Regions from separate parts of the Ovis aries genome. Here region 1 is linked to region 2. The links are chromatin contacts, called in public Hi-C maps. All regions are on one chromosome and are shown on one strand. Each heading gives the region's core, a stretch centred on a gene start, on an enhancer-like site or on the middle of the called end of the contact. The rest is flanking DNA. Distances are from core to core; before and after follow the strand shown.

Region 1 (2,700 bases), core at 23-2,522, 430 kb after region 2:
AGCAGTATTGTTCCATGACCCCATGAGCTACCTCCATCCTTTACTTAACTAAACAATAGCCAGCATTGCCAAGCACTGAGCCCAGTGTGCCAGGTGCTATGCTAGGCACTTTACATGCATTATTGTACCTAACACAACATTTCTGCACAGTGGATGCTATGCTTATGCCCACTTTGCACTGAGGAAACCAAGTCTCAAAAACTCTAGGGATGTACCTTAAAATCCCAGACTTTGCAAAGGGTGGAGCTTAGAGTGTCACCCCTGGCTGCTTCTCCAGCACCAGCCCCACCTTGAGGTCCCTAACAGTCAGGAACTTGTCTGCCTGCAAGAGACCCTCCCCCAAGCATGAAGACTGGCTCTGGGAGCAGTCAGACTGCAGCAAGGGACACCGCTGGGGGAGGCTTGTTCAACCCTGGACCATTTAGGCAGAACCCACATGTGGTGAAACGTTAAAAAAAATCCTTTGGCTGTTCTATTTCTGTTGAAGGATAGACGCAGTTAGACAATACAAACGTGTGCCTGTACAAAGGGTGTGAAAGAGATGCTGCTGGGCAAGGGGGGAAAGCAGCAAGCAAAGCCCTCGTGCTTGTTCAGGAACTCCAAAAAGAAAGAATAAAACCTTTTTTTTTTTTTTTTTAAAGGAGGCAGAAAAATCTCAAACTGTGAGTGGGAGATTGAAGAAATGAGAGGGGTTTGTGGGCTCCTAGATCAGAAAGAGGCACATTCTCGAACACAGGTTGGATAGGTTGAAGGATGGGTGGTTGGGCCGTGAGTCGAAGATTCTTTCCAAAAATAAGACTACCCCAGTCACTAAGGGTTTCCACAGGCCACCAAGTTCCTCTCTCTAAAACCCTTGCCCCAGGCTCTGACAGGCTCTTCCAGCTGAGGATATGGCCCCACGGCCTTGATTTCTGCCAGGGGTGGAAAGGCAGGGGCAGGAGCAGCAAAGGGTGGGTGGAAAGTCAGGAAGGATCAACCAAGTGCAGGTGAGTTCAAAGCAGAGATTCCCCCTGAGGAATCACAGTGATGAAATCTAGGCAAGAGAGGGCCACGGTCAAAGGTCTGTTTACTTTATTGTCTTTTTACCCTGAGGAATGTGCCTGCTGGGTTAATGTTTATTTTATTGAATAATCTAGTTTTAGGGACGTCAATAAGAGTCAATGCTACTTTATAGGAAGAAAATGCAGGTTTGTGACTATTTCTGATCTCCAGCAAGAGGTCCTTCCTAGGCCCGTTAGCACTACTGCCACCTGCTGGTGGATTTCTGTAGAGCAGGGCTGGCAATTTGGGTCGCCGGCTGGAACCTGAGTCCAGGGCAGGAATCGTGGCTCCGCTCATTCAGAGCAGGGTGACTAGTTAGAGTCTCCCTCTCTGAATTTCATTTTCTACCTCTTAAAGTGGCTTTTGAGGGATTTTGTTATGATTCAGTGAGTTAACATATATATAATGCCTAGTGTGCATAGTATATGTGTAATAAACTATTAATTAGTCTTAAGAATTCGATATCCCTGTGGGGTCCTCTTCTTATTACCATTTTGACCCAAGAGAAGTTACAGGAGGCATGGCCCCACATCAGTGACTGAATCAGAGGCTGAGGTATCGGCGGGCTGGCCAAAACTAACAGGCGAAACGTAACAGGAATAAAGCTCTCATTTATTGTCCACCAAGTACATAAGTGTGGCGGATGTCTGGTTGACAAAAAAAGACCAAGCCAAAAACACGGAGAGATTTTAAGAACACACAGCTCAACCAGAGCCAACTGGGTGACTCCACACTCAAAATTCTAATTTGATCAATAGCCATGAAGGAACAACAGATATGACAAGCCTTTAAAATGTTCATACGCCCTGACCTCATAATTCCATTACTAGGACTCTGTGCAGAAGAAATAAGAGAGAGTTGTATACAAAAATTCCATTTCAGTGAGATTATAAAAGTGAAAAATTAGATACAATCGATGTTCAATAATAGAGGACTAGTTCATTAAATCATGGCTTATCCGTATGTAGTCCTTAAAAATTAAAGGGAAAAATCTCATCATGTAAGTCGGAGTGGAGGAAGGACCACGGTATAAATAGAAATAGAGGCATAATATACTGGTAAAAAGTATCAATAAAGATAAAAATTAAAACCCTTCATGCACGCAATGAGAGAGCATCAAATTGTATATGGCATCAACTGACAAAACTATAAGGAATACTTCAGCATTGAAGTAGATTTTAATACACCTCTTTCAGTAGTAGATCAAGCAACCAAAAAAAATCTGTAAGGATAAAGGGTTGAACTTCACAATTTAGAAATTTAATAAAAACACTGCAGTGTACATTGCTCCCTGTAGCTGAAGCAAACATGTCCTTTTCAAATGCAGAGTCGACCCCCACTCGCTAACCCTCCCCGCCCCCACGGAGAAACCAGCAGTTTCAGCATTTGATGCTCAAGTCTAAGAACAGGGGGCCTGGGGAGCCGGAGGCTTTTGGGGGCACAAAGAAGATGGCCCAGAGGAAGTTGTGGCTGAGATGAGTTTGTGAGAACGGTTCTCTAGTAGAGAAGATCGGCTGGGAGGCGAGCCTGCCTCATGCAGGAGAGACACCAGGTCCCCGGGTCCTGAGGCAAACAAAAGCGAATGAGCTCAGGGAGTTGCAGTGGGCAGCCCTTGCGGTAACACCAGCTCTCTGTCATGACTACCCAGGCCCCACCAGG
Region 2 (2,700 bases), core at 53-2,552:
CTCTCACCAGTCCTGTGTGAGTAAAATGAGCCAACCAGAGCCAGCTCAGACCACTTACGAGACGCAGCGGGGGCAGGCCCCCCTGCATGAGGAAGCACTTTTGATTCCAGCAGAATTTTCCCATCCCAGAGGTGAAACCTCCCTTCCAAGACCCAAATATGCCTTCCAAACTTGTTTCTAATCCCTTTATTCATCTGTTTCACACCAGATGCTCTGTAGAAGCTTTTGACAAAAACAGATAAAGAACAAGAAAAGAGAAATCATGGACGGCACCATGAGCTATCTGGCCTCCAATCTTCATCTTGTTTCTGCGCATTTAGAATCTGCAAACAAATACACAGGAGGATGGGAGACACTGCATGTGCTTTATTTACCTAATGGCATGTCATGATGAAGGTTTCGGGCCATTGACAAGTGTTGTACATTCTGTGTGTGAATTCTACCTCCCCAGAGGGAGGGAGCCTTTCAAGGGAAAGAAGAGTGATTTCTGCTTCATTACATCTGCTCCTATATCCCGTCCAATACCAAGGCTGTAGAGGAGAAATAGAAAAAGCATGCCAAGGACTGGGAGACTTCAATGCTGTGTGTACAGGATCGTGTGTGTGTGTGTGTGCATGTGTGGGTCGGTGCACATACAAAGATATACACACACAAACCCCTTGTGGTTAATACCCATTTCAAAGACAGGCCAGCTCTATGACAAGTTTCTTGGACCTGCGCCCAGAAGGCCTTACACTTCTACCCTAGGTCTGTGAGTAACTGGATGGGGGGTCTTCCCAGAGGGCCCCTCTCTTACCTCTAAAGATCCGCCTCTGAGACCCCAAGAGCTGGCAGACCTCAGCAGAGGCCCAGCAGGAGTTGACGCATTTCTGCATCCTGTCGGCCAGGTCGAACAGCGTCACGTTGGAGGCCAGGGAAAAGGTGGCTTGCAGTGACATCACCACAACACTGGACTCCCTACAGGCAAAGTATACATATTTTAATTGTCCTAAACTGATATGTGGGTCCCAGAATTTTTGGAAAATGAGTGTCCTCCCCATTGTCCAGTGAGGGCCTGGGACAGCATGAAGGTTCCGTGACCTTGGCCTGGGATCACCCCTCGTAGCCTACAATGAACTGACCTAACTCACAGATAGGTCCTCTTCCAAAAGGTTCTCCATGAGAAATTACATTACAGGCAAAACAGGGGCCAGTGTTGTTGCCATCACACTTGTTAGAATACCCTCCCCTTTCTATAGGACTGGTCCACAAACAAGTACATATAATCCTGCTACTTACCTAGAAACATGAGCTGTGGATCGGGTATAACCAGGTAATGTTGAGAAACACACATTTAACTGAAAGGAAGAGGTTTATCATTAACTGTGAGTCAGACAAAAGAGCCTTGAACCTAGAACCAATTTCCTATTTTCAAGATCAAACAGGCATTTTTCCAGTCATCGAGTTATCAGCAGGCAGCCTCACACAGAGTGGTGTCCTTTTTTCTTGTTCCTTTCTTAAATGCCTTTCTGCTCTTATTCTGTTGTTCCATGAACACAAAGGGAGAGAGGCAGATAGTAAATCAGTGGGGGGAAATCTTGGCAGGAAATGATGTTCAGAATAGCACCCTTGGATGCAAAACCTCTTCAAAGGAACAGATCTCGTCTAAGATCTGCTCCAGGGTTTCAAACGACCTCAGAGGCAACTGTTTATTTGGACTTTGCACAGTGAACAAGGCTTCCTGAAAAGGCTGGGTTCCTTTCAGCTCCCTCAGGTCTGGCAGGCCTTACACAGACCCTTCATAATCTACAATGAGTTGACCTAACTCACAGATAGATCCTCTTCAAAAAGGCTCTCCATGGGAAATTACATTACATGGGTCAAGAGCCCTTTTGTTGAGAGCAAATTAAGAGTGACTCCGTGTGTTTGCCTTGTGCCCTTGGAAAGAGCAGAAAACCCCTGTGGGGCATGATGTACCATGCCTGCATCCCCACTCCGCCCATAGCATGAACTGGGGCTTGGGGCTTCCTCTCAAGCAGCTGAGGGTCTCAATATCCTGACCAATGCAATCTACCTGTCTTCAAAGCCTGTGGGTCAGACATATCTCATCCTTCACAGGATGCTATCAAACCTTTTTTGTCTTTGTATTAACATTGCTTTATATTCATAAGGCAATGATTTATTATGATTAAACTTTCTTTTTCCCCAGGAAAAAACAGAAATAGCACATTTCAGAACAGAAGAGCATCTTGGGAAAGGCCATTTGAGTCACAGCCTAAGTCCTCTCTAGTCATAGCCTACATCTTCGCTACTTCTTGGGGGTGGGGATGTCACATCACTAATAAATTATATGTTGACACTGGGTGTGTGTGCGTGTGTGCTGTTGCTTCAGTCATGTCCCACTCTTTGCGACCCTATGGACTGCAGCCCACCAGGTTCCTCTGTCCATGGGATTTTCCAGGCAAGAATACTGGAGTGGGTTGCCATGCCTGGGTTGCGCAGCAATCAAATCTGTGTCTCTTGCATCTCCTGCATTGACAGGTAGATTCTTCACCACTGAGCCACCAGGGAAGCCAGCTGATATTGGGTAAAACTGAGCAAAGCAGATGGGTCACTGAAGACCATCTAATGGGAAGGACTATATCTCTGCAGGAGGTTCTCAGCCCCTGTACTATCTTAGAAGGAAATATTGACCTACAGCCCAGCAAAGAGGCAGCTGCA

Evidence for each region. A called contact is a pair of places that touch in the nucleus more often than the background predicts.
Region 1: a Hi-C map of liver shows a contact between it and region 2, with 4 times the contacts expected there. The contact joins two enhancer-like sites. A contact is called at or near these places in 7 of 16 Hi-C or Micro-C datasets (hypothalamus, liver, muscle and 3 more).

The regions. Positions count from the first base shown.
Region 1 is chr1:190,724,004-190,726,703 of ARS-UI_Ramb_v3.0, forward strand. LOC114113766 (a long non-coding RNA gene) reads right to left here. Exons shown (of 2, transcript XR_009597961.1): 2 at 1,633-2,604. Among named protein-coding and RNA genes, the nearest start is that of ZNF148, 58 kb to the left of the region's middle. Within about 2 kb of position 1,273, at least 3 of the 54 cell types and tissues checked have an H3K27ac peak or open chromatin away from gene starts, as enhancers often do. A contact at or near this core is called in liver, where this site is marked.
Region 2 is chr1:190,298,944-190,301,643 of ARS-UI_Ramb_v3.0, forward strand. It overlaps HEG1 (heart development protein with EGF like domains 1), which reads right to left. Exons shown (of 17, transcript XM_060404378.1): 10 at 1,279-1,337; 11 at 797-957. Among named protein-coding and RNA genes, the nearest start is that of HEG1, 49 kb to the right of the region's middle. Within about 2 kb of position 1,303, at least 1 of the 54 cell types and tissues checked has an H3K27ac peak or open chromatin away from gene starts, as enhancers often do. A contact at or near this core is called in liver, where this site is marked.